Linked DNA regions of Sus scrofa: region 2 is linked to region 1. Evidence: chromatin contacts called from public promoter capture Hi-C data. All regions are on one chromosome and are shown on one strand. Each heading gives the region's core, a stretch centred on a gene start, on an enhancer-like site or on the middle of the called end of the contact. The rest is flanking DNA. Distances are from core to core; before and after follow the strand shown. Region 1 holds the start of AP4E1 (AP-4 complex subunit epsilon-1). Region 2 holds the start of USP8 (ubiquitin carboxyl-terminal hydrolase 8).

Region 1 (6,718 bases), core at 1,679-4,178:
AGTCTTTACGTTTGCAATCAAATTTCTAATTTGGTGAGTTACTGCATTTTTGGAAAACAGCACTGCCATGATTTAAGTTTTCATCTAGCAGTCACTCACTCAGTAATATACAGCCTTTCCTAGTCTCTCAGTTATCAGATGCCCTTCTCCAGTCAGTGCAATATAGTAACTGAATCTGTAAGGTACTTCAGGAGGTTTTTCATTTCTAGTTTGAAAAGTTGTACCATAATAGTATTTGAAAATGTTCTGTTGAGTAAGACAAAACAAGGTAAATCATCATTTTTAAAGTCAAGGAAAAGAAAGACGCTTTTGTCATACTTTCCTTTCTTATTTACAGCCTCATCTAGATTATTCCCTTTACCTGAGTCAGAATCCTTTGTTTTGATGTTAATGTTATCTTTTTCAGCATCTCTAGATGTGGGAGATTGAGAGAGCATGTCTTCTAATCTCCCTTTTGTGAGCCAACGAAAGAATCTAAAATTAAAAAAACATTGTAAGCAAAATTTTATTTTAGGATAAAATATTAACTCTAAAAGAATAACAGTTTCAGGTGAAATTTAACTATTTAGAAAGTTTTCAATAAATTAGGAGTCCCTGCAGAGGTGCAACGGGATCGGTGGCATCTCTGCAGTACCAGGACATATGATTGATCCCCAGATGGGCACAGTGGGTTAAAGGATTTGGTGTTGCCACAGCTGCAGCAGAGGCTGCAACTATTGGCTTGGATCTGATCCCTGGCCCAGGAACTCCATATGCCATGGGATGGACAAAAAAGAAAAAAAAATTAGAAAGTATTCTTGCAAAACAAGTAAACAAAATGAACTTTCTTCTTGTGTTTCTGCATAGACAAAAGTCAAGGATTTCAAAAATACCATTTATTGGATGATTAATGAGGACTGATTTAGCATAAATGAATGTCAACAAAATTCTTGCTTAGAGAGAAATGGAGAATTTTTTTCCAGCCAACCTGAGGATTAAAACCTAGAAGACAGTCTGTCATAGAGCTCTGGAAACTGTTCCAAAGAGGTAAAGAGGGAGGCCAGTACACATGAGACTTTGGTGAAGGGGTATGTGCAACCAAGCACTCATCTGGGTAAAAGGTTACTGCCATTTGCAAGGAACAGATATATTAGTAAATGGTTTTAGTGTTTTTCTAAGTGAAGAAGATGAAATAAACTGAGTTCATAAAATTTTCTCCTGAAAATATATAACTATCTGAAGGCCAGTTCTGTCAGTTTTCCAGAGCAAAAATGCCTCATCCTGATCTTTGCCCTGAGTTCCTTTCAGGGTATAATACAGGTCAGCAATTATAGCGGCTAATGATTTAATTTTTGTAGAAGTGAGTGGTGGGCAACATTTCTTTATTTCACAATCCCTTCTCTTTGTTCCTAATTTTAACCAAGGTTTGGGAGTCATTTTGTGACCAATTTGTCTCATGGTGCTGGGAATATCCATTCCCAGGTCAGACAATTATTTTGTGGATAGGACTGGCCCTGGTTAACAGCAGCCAAAAGCCTCTGGATTGCCTGTCATACTAGTCTGTTATGACACAGGAAATGGTACCCTTTTGTTGCTTCTTCCCATACCTAGAGTTACACTATTACAATCATTATCTTATAAGACTATATATTTGACCAATTGTTTCAAATCACCACTGAGTGAGGCCAGGGATCAAACTCATATCCTCATGTATACTAGTTGTATAAAATCTGACCCACAACAAGAATTCCCAGAGAAAATTTTTATGTTTAAATTTGTCTTGCCTCAAAATATGGATTTTATTTAATCATGAAGATAGCCTGTAAGAACACACTAGAGGCAGTGAGGACAGACTGAGTTAATCTCTGAAAACGCACTTGCTATACCATAAACCTTAGTAGGGTCTATAACACGCAGGAGTGGGGCTCAAGCTCACACTTCATCAGCCAACAGAGCCGTTGTAAGTCATCTATCCTCTTGAAAACTCTGTACACTTTAGAAGGATGACAATGAAAACTGTAAGTAACGTTTAGGTAGTATTATGAATATAGTTTTGGCTTTTTGGATCCTCTGTTAGGGACCCACAGACTCTCAGAAATCATCAAACCACATTCTCAAAACCACTGTCTTAGATTCCGTTCAAATAGAAGCCGGAATAACAGCAGTAAGATATCCTCTGTTTAGTGAGCTAAATCTTTATGTAGTGGCAACTGTTTCAGTTCTAAAATGGGAAAGAACTGAGCATTGCGAGGGGATACGACCAGGAGACCCATCCTTGTCTGTGAGGTCGGGAGAGTTTCCTTCAAGCTGCGACCTACCGAGCAGGAGCAGTCCGGGGGCGAAGGGTGGACACCCGACCACTTCCCTTTTTCCGCTGCCTCCCCAAATCCCACGAGAAGATGCACGGATGGGACGGGACAGTGGTCAAGAGTGCCCCTGCACGGCGAGCGCTGAACCCGACAGGATGAATCCCCAAGACAGTCGAGCTGTCATTCAACACCACCAGGGTCCCCAGCACCGCCAGGGCCAGGGGCTGCGCGTGACGCCGGGTCCCCGTGTCCACTCAGCCCCTGGAAGTGTGGTAGAGGGAGGTGGGCGGACTGCCTGGTGGTCTCTCAGTGAGGGACCGAAAGAGGGCCAGGAAGGTCCATCTCCCGGTGAGCTCTCGGGCAGCGCGGAAACTGCTAAAAGAAAAGCGAGACTTTGGCAGACTAAGTAGAAGAGGGACCGCCCGAAGCTGCTACCTCAGGAGGCCCCATGAGACACGGGACGCTGAGGTTGCCAACGAAACCCGGAGAGTCCCGTATTTCTCCACAGAAGGACAACATCTGCGCAGGCGCGACGGGCGGCCTCTCCGTCGTGGACTCCAGCGCCCCCCGGCGGCGTCTCTCGAGAACGACACTGTGCTTGTCCGTTCGGGACGCGAATAAAGCTTTTTTCTTCAAACAAACAGGAAGTGCCTACGGAGGCCGGGCGGGCGGCAGGGCCGGGGCTGGGCATGAGGCCGGGCGGCAACTGGAGAGCGGGCGGCGGCGATGAGCGACATTGTGGAGAAGACGCTGACGGCGCTGCCGGGACTCTTCTTGCAGAACCAGTCGGTTGGTGGGACCGCGGCCGCCAAGGCGTCATTCTCCTCCCGGCTGGGCAACCTGGTTCGCGGCATCACCGCGCTCACCTCTAAGCACGTAGGTGCCCTCGGGGCCGGGAGGTCAGGAGCGACCGGAGGAGGCCCCCGCGCTGGAAGGCCCGAGTCTGGTGGCGAATCTCCAGGAACGGCCTCAGACGGGGCTCAAGGAGCGTCTGTCTGTCATTTTCCTGCCCGGACTGACAGCTGGGAGGCTGGGTTTCCAGGGTTGGCCCTGACACTTTTTATCTGGAGCAAATCTGTAATCTTTGAGTCTCTAAATGTTTCTTGAGCGTTGAAGTGGAAAAGTAGAAATACCTATTTCATAGATTGTTTCGAGGATTAGATGAGACATCAAGCGTGTGAAAAATACCAGGTGCCATGGAAGTGTCAGCATTTTTCTTCTATAAAGTTTCTTTCCTACTCAGGTTCTTTTTCTCTTACAGGTCTTTCAAACTGCTACGTGTCATACGCTAAAACAGACCCTTCTGTGAGAACCTGCTGTTTAATATATTCGGGGAACTTGTAGTTCTTAGGTTAGACCAACAAGTCGGGCAAATAAAAAGCATAATTCTCCTCAAGTGTAGTATTTGCTGAGTAAGTCTCTGCTTAGATGGAAAAGGAGCGGTTGTAATGGAAGTAACTAAGTTCCCACAGACTTTTGATAGTTGCACCGGTTGTGTAAGATACTGATTCAGAGCTTCAAGGATTTTGTATCTTAAAAGATCATGTGATATGCCAGTTTCTTCAAAAGATATTTATGGAAGAGGCTATGTGTTAGAACCTGAGAAAATAGTGTAAAAAATGTTTCCTTTTCCCAAAGAATTGGTCATTCATCTCCACATAGACAAGTATAAGCAATATACAATGAAATATAAGTGTCAGGAGAGAAGAAAAGACAAAGAGGGAAAGAAGGTTTTCCTTCAAAGTGCTCTAAGGCTTTAAAATATCCTTTTTAAACTGAAGTTAGATGATACTGTACTAGAGAGGGTCTGCTTCACTGTCAAAAAACATTATTTGTGAACTTAAAATTGTCTTTGGGGTCTTTTTTTTTTTTGGCTGCACCCATAGCATGTGGAAGTTCCCAGGCCAAGGATCGAACCTGTGCCACGGCAGTGACAACACTATATCCTTAACCACTAGGCCACTAGGGAACTCTCAATATTGTCTTGACATTTTGTTCTTTGCTAATTTTTATGAGATAGCGAATGAGATAAGTTATTTTTGTTTTTCTTTCTTTCTTTATTTTGATTTTTAGGGCTGCACCTGCAGCATATGGAAATGCCCAGGCTAGGGGTTGAATCAGAGCTGTGGCTGCTGGCCACGGCCACAGCCATAGCAAACTGCTATGCCTCTGTCTGTGACCTACACCACAGCTCATGGCAACGCTGGATTCCCCATCCACTGAGCAAGGCCAGGGATCTAACCCACATCCTCATGGATACTAGTCAGATTTGTTTCTGCTGCGCCACTATGGGAACTACTATTTTTGGTTTTAAATTGCAGCTTAAAACTGTACATAAAGTATCTAAGTGTGGCAGTACTTCACTGGTAATCTTGGTTAGTCACCTAATGGGCATCTGCCAATCCGACGTGTAAGTTAAAGATAGATTTATATTGGCCACACTTGTGGCCAATAGTTAATGCAGACAGGAGAGGTGACCATATAGATATATTTACTGTGTGTGTGAGAGATGGGAAGTGAGGGAAAGTATGTGAAGAATAAGAAGAAAAAGGGAAGAAAAATACAGGTTAATGGAAAAAGATCAGTTTCTGTTTCTGTCATCTTACCCTTTTTCTCTTTTCCCTGAAGAAGGAGGTGTGAGAACCTTTTTCCTGGGCCACTACATGAAGAATTTCTTTTCTACTTTCTCTCCGTTGTTAATTTTTTTTGGAAACCTTTTTTTGTTGTTGTTAAATCATCCTTAGGGGAAAAGTAACTGAGTGAAGAAAAGAAGAATGGTGGGTTAGCCTGGAAATATTTTTTCTTTTCAGGAATGATTCTGAAGGTTGGAGAAATGCCTTTAGGCAAATCTTAAGCACATAATTTTTATAACTCTCCTTAAAAATAATTTTTCTTTTTTATGGGAAAATATCATGTTTTATTTTCCCATGAAAAATGCTGTTACAGTTTAAAAAGACAGTTATTCATGCATTTAAATATTTTACCTTTTTCAGGAGGAAGAGAAGTTAATCCAGCAGGAACTGAATAACCTGAAAGCAATGGTTTCTGCTCCTACTACAACTCTGGTGAGTTTGCATAGTCAGTGCCAGCACATTTTGAATTTGAAATTTGGTCAACTATGGACTCAGTAGTGGCATTATTTGATCAGTTGCTGAAATCTAACTTATCACAGTCAAAATCAGTTATGATGGTAACAAGTCATACATTAGCCTTTTGTTACTGACTGGCTGTACCAGAGCAAGACTTGCTTTACTGATGTCAATTCAGTGCCAACATGATGATAGTTACATAAATGTAGCAATACTCCTGGGACTCCAGTGCTAATTTTACTGTTTTTTTTTGTTTTGTTTTTTTATGGCCACACCCATGACATATGGAAGTTCCTGGGCCAGGGATTGAATTTGAGCTGCAGCTTTGACCTGTGCCAGAGCTGTGGCAATGCCGAATCCTTTAACCTACTGTGCCTAGCTGGGGATCTGACCTATGTCTCTGCAGCGACCTGAGCTACTACAGTTGGATTCTAAATCCATTGTGCCACAGTGGGGAACTCCAGTATTTAGTAGGGTTTTTTTTTTTTTTTTTTTTTTTTTGGCCTTGCCTGTGGCATGTGGGAGTTCCCAGGCCAGATATTGAACCTGTGCCTCTGAAGCAGCCTCAGCCATAGCAGTAACGGTACCGAATCCTTAACCTGCTGTGCCACAAAGGAACTCTCTTTAGTGATTTAATTAGTGTGGTAATGAATTAAATTTTATTGCTACAAATGCAAGTCACCTGAATTAAATCTTATTCCCTTAAGATTTTCCTATGGGTTTTAAACTTTTTTTTTTTTGTCACCTGTGGCATAAGGAAGTTCCCAGGCTAGGGGTCCAATCAGAGCTACAGCTGCTGGCCTATACCACGGCTACAGCAATGCCAGATCCAAGCCATGTCTGTGACCTACACCATAGCTCATGGCAACGTAGGATCCTTAAACCACTGAGCGAGGCCGGGGATCGAACCCACGTCCTCATGGATACTAGTCGGGTTCATTACTGCTGAGTCAGGATGGGAACTCCAGTTTTAAACTTTATATTTACGCACACACACATACACACAGACACACAGACACACACGATGTCTGTCTATAATATATATGAGATATTAAATATTATTCTTAAAAATTTTACTGTTTCTTAAGTGTTTTGTGATTTAGTAACTCTGTGTCATATTAACCCCAATTAAAAAATAGTCTGAGCTTTGCTTATTTTGAAACACATTTTTTTGTTTTGATTAAAATTTGCTATAAATACTGAGAATGCAGCTACTCTCATACTAATAACATGAATTTATAGAATATCCTAAAACAAGTTATTAGCTTGTGTTGTAAGTATTGAAAGACCCAGTTAAGTTAAATACTGGAATGACTATACCATTAATAAAATCATAGTAAT
Region 2 (6,718 bases), core at 2,748-5,247, 430 kb before region 1:
CAGAGGAATGGATAAAGAAGATGTGGTACATATATACAATGGAATATTACTCATCCATAAAAAAGAATGAAATAATACCATTTGCAGCAACATGGATGGACCTAGAGGTGATCATACTGAGTGAAGTAAGGCAGAGAAAGACAAATACCATATGGTATCACTTATATGTGGAATCTAATTTAAAAATGATACAAAAGAACTTATTTATAAAACAGAAACTAACTCACGGATGTCTAAAGCAATCTTATGGTTACCATAGGGGAAATGGTGGTGGAGGATGGAGTAACATTAGCAAGAATCTAGCTGATTTCATCAACATCTTAGGGAGGTGGTAGATGAAGAAAGTGATGTCATTTAATGTGACTGAGAGGAGTTCCCATCGTGGCACAGCGGAAACGAATCCGACTAAGAACCATGAGGTTGCAGGTTCAATCCCTTGCCTCGCTCAGTGTGTTAAGGATCTGGCGTTGCCATGAGCTGTGGGGTAGGTCGCAGACGTGGCTCGGATCCTGAGTTGCTGTGGCTGTGATATAGGCCGGCAGCAACAGCCCCAATTTGACCCCTAGCCTGGGAACCTCCATATGCCGCGGGAGCGGCCCAAGAAATAGCAAAAATAATAATAATAATAATAATAATCTGTCTTCTATTCTCTCTATATCCCTGAGATCATCTCCTAATATGATCCCACTCACTCCCTGCCAGCCATACTGTCCTCCTTGCTGTCCCTCCAGCATACTCACCTTTTCCTGCTGCACTGCCTTCACTTGTGCTGCTATCATTGCCTGGATTTTCTCTACCCATATGTGCCCATGGCTTACTCCTTCTCTTCACTAAAGGCTCTAAGGAAATGTCACTAGTCAAGGAACTCTTCCCTGACTCTCTCATTAAAGAGAGAGAGTCTATCTTTGCTGGCTCTTTACCCTGTTCTATTTTTCTACTTAGCACCTGACACAGTATACAGTTGATCTTTAAACAATACAGGCACCAGAGGCACCAAGCTCCTCAGAATTAAAGATCTGAGTGTAACTTATAGTTGGCTCTCCATATCTCAGGTTCCTCCTCCAAGTGTGCCAGTTCAGTTCCACAACCACAGATTCGCTCAACCTCAGATTGCATGTTTACTATTGAAAAAAAAAATCATGTTTAAGTGGACTCGAGCAGTTCAAACTCATATTGCTCAAGGGTCAATTGTATATGTATTTGTTTATCATGCCTCCCCCACTAGAATGTAAGTCAGCTCTGTGTTGAGGAGGAACTTTTTTTTTTTTTTTTTTTTTTTGTCTTTTTGTCTTTTAGGGCCGTACCCTCGGCACATGGAGGTTCCCAGGCTAGGCCTATGCCAGAGCCACAGCAACATGGGATCTGAGCTGCTTCTGTGAACTACACCACAGCTCATGGCAATGCCAGATCTTAACCCACTGATCGAGGCCATCCATCGTCCTCATGGATGCTAGTCAGGTTTGTTAACTGCTGAGCCACAACAGGAACTCTGAGAAGAGACTTTATAACCCAAGTCTAAAACAGTCCCTGGCAAGAGTGTCCTTGTGGCCCAGTGGGTTAAGGATCCAGCATTGTCACTGCTGCAGCTCTGGTCGCTGGGCCGGGAACTTCCACATGTCGTGGGCATGGCCAAAAAGAAAAAAACAAATAAAACAATCCCTTGCATGGTACACATATTCAGTAGTATTTTGTCTTTTTAGGGCTGCACCCATGACATATGGAGGTTCCCAGGCTAGGGGTCTAATCGGAGCTGTAGCTGCTGGCCTACACCACAGCCACAGCAACTCGGGATCTGAGCTACGTCTGTGACCTACACCACAGCTCACAGCAACACCAGATCCTTAACCCACTGAGCAAGGCCAGGGATCGAACCTACAACCTCATGGTTCCTAGTTGGATTTGTTAACCACTGAGCCACGATGGGATCTGCAGTAGATACTTCTTGAATGGATGAGGAATGAATCTGTTACAGTTTGTTTTGGACTACTGCTTATGGTGGAGATCAAAGCTATGGTCAAATATAGGCTATGCCTTTTAAAGACCTGGTGACCATTACTTGCATTCTAGGAACCATAGATAACTGTTGCCTCATTTGTTACAACACATATTTGAACAAGAGTTAGGGTTTATAATTCAATTCAATAAGCATAGTTTCATCTAGGTAACCTGGGTCTGTAAGAACTTTCATTCCACTAGTTTTGAGAAATCCAGAGCCCATACCCAGATTTCTGTGAATTTCCTAGAGATGTCCTTGTTTTTTCATGCTTTCACCAACTCAGTTCAGTTTTAGAATCATCCTTCATCTTGTATCTGGTTTCTCTACCACACCTGTTGATCCACATGTGGGAATTTATTAATTTAAAAAAAAACTAAAGCAAATGGTATGTGCTTTAGCAAACTTGACTGATGCTTTAAGGAAGTTGGGGAATTCTACTTACTGGGAGAGTGGTGGTCAGAATTGGGGCAATTACATCAGTGCAACAAAAAACTTTATGTGAATGTTAACGAGTCTTATTTATTAAAACCTTTCTGCCAGCCCACAATAGGAGACTCTTCATTGGTTGATTCATTCTTAGGAGCTTTTTTCTTTATCACTTCATATTTCTAGGGTCTTCTAAGATTGTCTTCAGAGAACCCCAAATTCTTCCTTCTTTGTTTGGTTCCCACTCCAAACTCTGCTCTGGCTTTTTCTTTGCATACTCAAATTCATCAAGGTGCTCAGCAGACATACATACACACACAAAGCAAACAACCAACAACCAGTTTACTTTCTTTTTTTTTTTTTTTTTTTGTCTTTTTGTCATTTCTTGGGCCGCTCCCCTGGCACATGGACGTTCCCAGGCTAGGGGTCGAATCAGAGCTGTAGCCACCGGCCTACACCAGAGCCACAGCAACGCGGGATCCGAGCTGCGTCTGCGACCTACACCCCAGCTCACAGCAACACCAGATCCTTAACCCACTGAGCAAGGCCAGGGATCGAACCCACAACCTCATGGTTCTTACTCAGATTCGTTAACCACTGCGCCATGACGGGAATTCCCAGTTTACTTTCTTAAGATCCACCCTCAATAGCTGTGATTTTCCCCCCATGGTTATGAAATTTTTTTCTAAGGTTTCCTAGTTAGTAGTGGTATAGTATACTCAGGTGGTATAGTATACTTCATATTCTATCGGTTTTAAATCTCTTGGGAAAGTGTATAGCTTGAGTTTAAAAGAGTTACCATGTTTTTGCAGGTACTTCATTATGATGTAAAGGAAATTAACATTAATGGAAAGACTACTATATGTGACACATTGTTGCTTTAGGTGTCATTTATTCATTACAAATTTATTGAACACCTATTTGGTACACACTTTCACTTAACACACTTACTATACCCCGCCTTCCAGCTTTTCCATCCATTAGACACTTGGACTGTCCTTGGGAGCTTAGTGACCACGGCCAAAAACTCCAACCAAATTTGTTTAAATTTATGGTCTAATTGGAGTATTTAATCACCATTTCTACGAGCATACAAAGATCACCTTGTGAAAAAGTTCAGGCCTCTCGTTTAGTTTTTGTAAGACTAGAATTTTGGTTAACGTTTTATATGCATACATAATATGATTTTTAGGATCGTGTTCATTCTTCCCTTACCAGAGGCGAAACTTTTAGCCAGAATTAGAGGAAATTGAAATTCCTTTTCTTGTAAGCCCTACATCTCCAATTAGAAGAGGAAGAGACGTAGCTCAGGCGTTAAAAGCAGCCATGCTTCCTCCGCAGCAAAACCCACGATGCGAGTAACACCAGGGTAACAGATCTAAGCCCGAGAAATACAGAGCGCAGGGGATGGGCGGGCCAGCTCGCCTCAGCTCAGCGTAGCCTGGTCCGTACCCATACTGCCCATCTAAAACATCCGCCTCAGCCCTCCTCCGCCCTCCCATACCCTCTCACAGGCGGTGACCGGGATGGGAAGGAACTAGCAGTGAGAGCGCGCGCGCGCAGCCCCGCCCCTGCGTGACGTCAGAGCAGCGACGCGTCGTAACGCAGTGCAAATTGGGAAAAGGGGATGAGCTGGTCTGGCTTCCGTCGGGTTAGCGATTCTTCCTCGGTTTGGTGGGAGATGGGCCTTTGGCAAGGCGGCTGGCATTTGTGAAGCGCGCCGTGCGCCAAGGTGAGTGAGGGGTTGGATCCTGGTTTTTATTCCTCCGGAAGCTCTTCTCAGTGAACCCCCTTCCACCAGCTGCTGGTCACCCGGGAGACAACCCCTGTCTTCGGAGAAGGGTGGGACAGCTCGAACGTAGAATCCGCATTTGGAGGAAGGGCCCTACCCTGAGTCTTTGCTGGTGCCCACCTAGAGTTGCCCAGCGAGTTTCGTGTGGGCTCAGGTTTTCCGGTCTTAGAAGGTGGCCTTGACCATTCTTCCACCTTCTTGAACGCTCAGTCCGACTTTGACCTCGTCCCTCTTGCCTCTGTTTTCAGATTTTCTGCTGTTGGGCTATCTTCCCAGGCCTTAATACAACCTTCTAGAGTGTTTTCCAGTCCTTCCTCTGATCCTGTCAAACTTGGTTTTAGTGAATTCCAAGTAGGAGTTTAAAGAATCAATGAGCTCATCAAAACTAAAACTGCGACTCCCCAAGTAAAATCTTTTCTTTCCTAAAATGTGGCCTCTCTACTAGAGGTGTGAAACAAGTTAATTTCACCTCCACTCCACCTTGGAAAATACCAGAACCCAGAATTTAGACAGAAAGCTGCAGACCACACTTTTGGGTTTGTTTCTTACCTCCAGTACATTTTGTGACCTTGAAGCAAATCACTTAATCACTAAAAAAAATTTACCTGAAGACAGAGGTGTTGCAGAGCCTAAGGAATTTAATATTTGTTAAAGAGCTCTGAGGGTTTCAGATGTAGGCGATGCCGAACTGAGGATTTTACTTTTTCTGCATCTGCGAGCATCTTAATTTTTGAATACTTCCTACTGGAGCCATGAAAAATGTCAAGTGATTTTTGTTAAGGAAGTGTTCCTCTTCTAGGCTTGCTCTGTAGCTTTGCTGTGTAAGCAGATTTTGTATTTCAACAGATTCTGTTTGATTCATTGTTCAATGTCTTTCATGATGAATTTAGATAGTTTCTCAGACCCCAGAGTACTGGATCAGTTTATCTGAAAGGTGCCGTAGCTTGTGCTATGTCTTTATCATGTTGAAATGTGTATTCCTTTTCTTGTGACACATTAGATGCATCTTTTAAATTAGATAGTAAGGATTGTATAGTAAAAGACAACAACAACCTGTCATTAATGATATAAATATACATTAATTGCACACAAGTATTCATTGTAGTCTTTGAGAAAACAGAAAAACAAAAATACTTTAAAGATATCTTTCTAGAATTTAATTTTTTAATGTATTTACTTGAACTTTATCAATCATTATGGTCTTTATTAATGTGAATATAATGGGAAAGAACCAATATGGCTTTTGTAAAGTAAGAGTTAGCACATCAGATTTTTTTCCCATAAAATGTCTAGCACTATATTTTATTATGAACTTTTCTTCATGAAGATATACTTGGTTTTGTAGAGATGAAAGGGGGAGAAGTGTTCATCAAATATGAGCTGCTAATAAAATTAGATATTATTGAGTCTTTAAAAACAAATCTTGGTTATTGTCCCCACTGCCTATTACTGTATACCAAATCACTCTAAAACAAAGTGGCTTAAAACTACAGTTTATTCTCATGTTTCTGTGGGCTGAGTGGACTCACCTGGTTGGTTCTTAGTTAGGGTTTCATGTATTCGTCGTCAGGTACACAGCTAGGGTTGGAGTCATCTGAAAGCTCACCTGGGCTGCACATCCTAGATGGTTTATTCGCATGGATGGCAGTTGATACTGTCTGAGAGTTCAGCTGGAGATGTCAGTTGGAGTGCATGCACCAGTCTCTTTATGCATCTTTGACATGTCAAAGCATGGAGGATGAGTTCTAAAAGCAAGTATTTGAAGAGTCGGAAAGTGGAAGCTTTCTCTTAAAGCCTTTTAAAGCCTGGACCAGAATTTGGCACAGCATTACTTCTAACATACTCATTTGGTTAGAGCAGTAAGAGCCTTCCCCTTTGACCCTCTACCTTTTGAAGGGGAAAATGCCAAAGAATTTGTGGCCATATTTAGCATACCATAATTTTGTTGAAAAAGTTGTTTTAAACTAATGTTTGGATTTAACAGTAGATGAAGAATAAGTTACAGTTTTGATTTCTTTAGTCATTTCAGTGTACATTACAATTTTCAGAGCACTTTTCCATATGTATATTTTTTCATTTGATGCTTTTGAAAACTCTTTAGAAGCAGATGGATTTTTCCTGTTTTGCAGATGAAAATAAACTGGGGAATGGCAGTGGTGGTGTTGGGAGGATTTAAGGAATTTACCCAAAGTCACATGACAAAGAGTAGAAAATGGGACTAAGACCTATAATACTTTCATGATATAAAATTTATTAGTAGTAAATGATGAAATATTAAACTTATTTGCAATTATATATTTATAATCATACTAATTCCAGTAACACAGTACTTATGTATAGTGAATAAAGTTAGGGTTAAGATAGCTAAATCCGGGCTCTTCCAACACATTAGTTTAGTCTTTTATAATACTGAATTCTCTGAAATGTACCAGTAATGATGTGGACTTGCATATCTTTTTTTTAAGTTGAAGAACAGTTGATTTATAGTGTTTCAGGTGTACTGC

Evidence for each region. Promoter capture Hi-C pulls out the DNA fragments that hold promoters and counts their contacts.
Region 2: a contact with region 1 is called in a promoter capture Hi-C map of liver, with 7 times the contacts expected there. The contact joins the promoter of USP8 here to the promoter of AP4E1 in region 1. A contact is called at or near these places in 1 of 5 promoter capture datasets (liver) and 2 of 2 datasets of contacts at active chromatin or transcription factors (alveolar macrophages and skeletal muscle).

What each region holds. Positions count from the first base shown.
Region 1 is chr1:120,942,255-120,948,972 of Sscrofa11.1, reverse strand. It overlaps AP4E1 (AP-4 complex subunit epsilon-1), which reads left to right and starts at 2,928. Exons shown (of 21, transcript XM_001924871.7): 1 at 2,928-3,164; 2 at 5,282-5,353. The coding sequence starts at 3,015.
Region 2 is chr1:121,373,433-121,380,150 of Sscrofa11.1, reverse strand. USP8 (ubiquitin carboxyl-terminal hydrolase 8) reads left to right here and starts at 3,997. Exons shown (of 21, transcript XM_021095635.1): 1 at 3,997-4,154.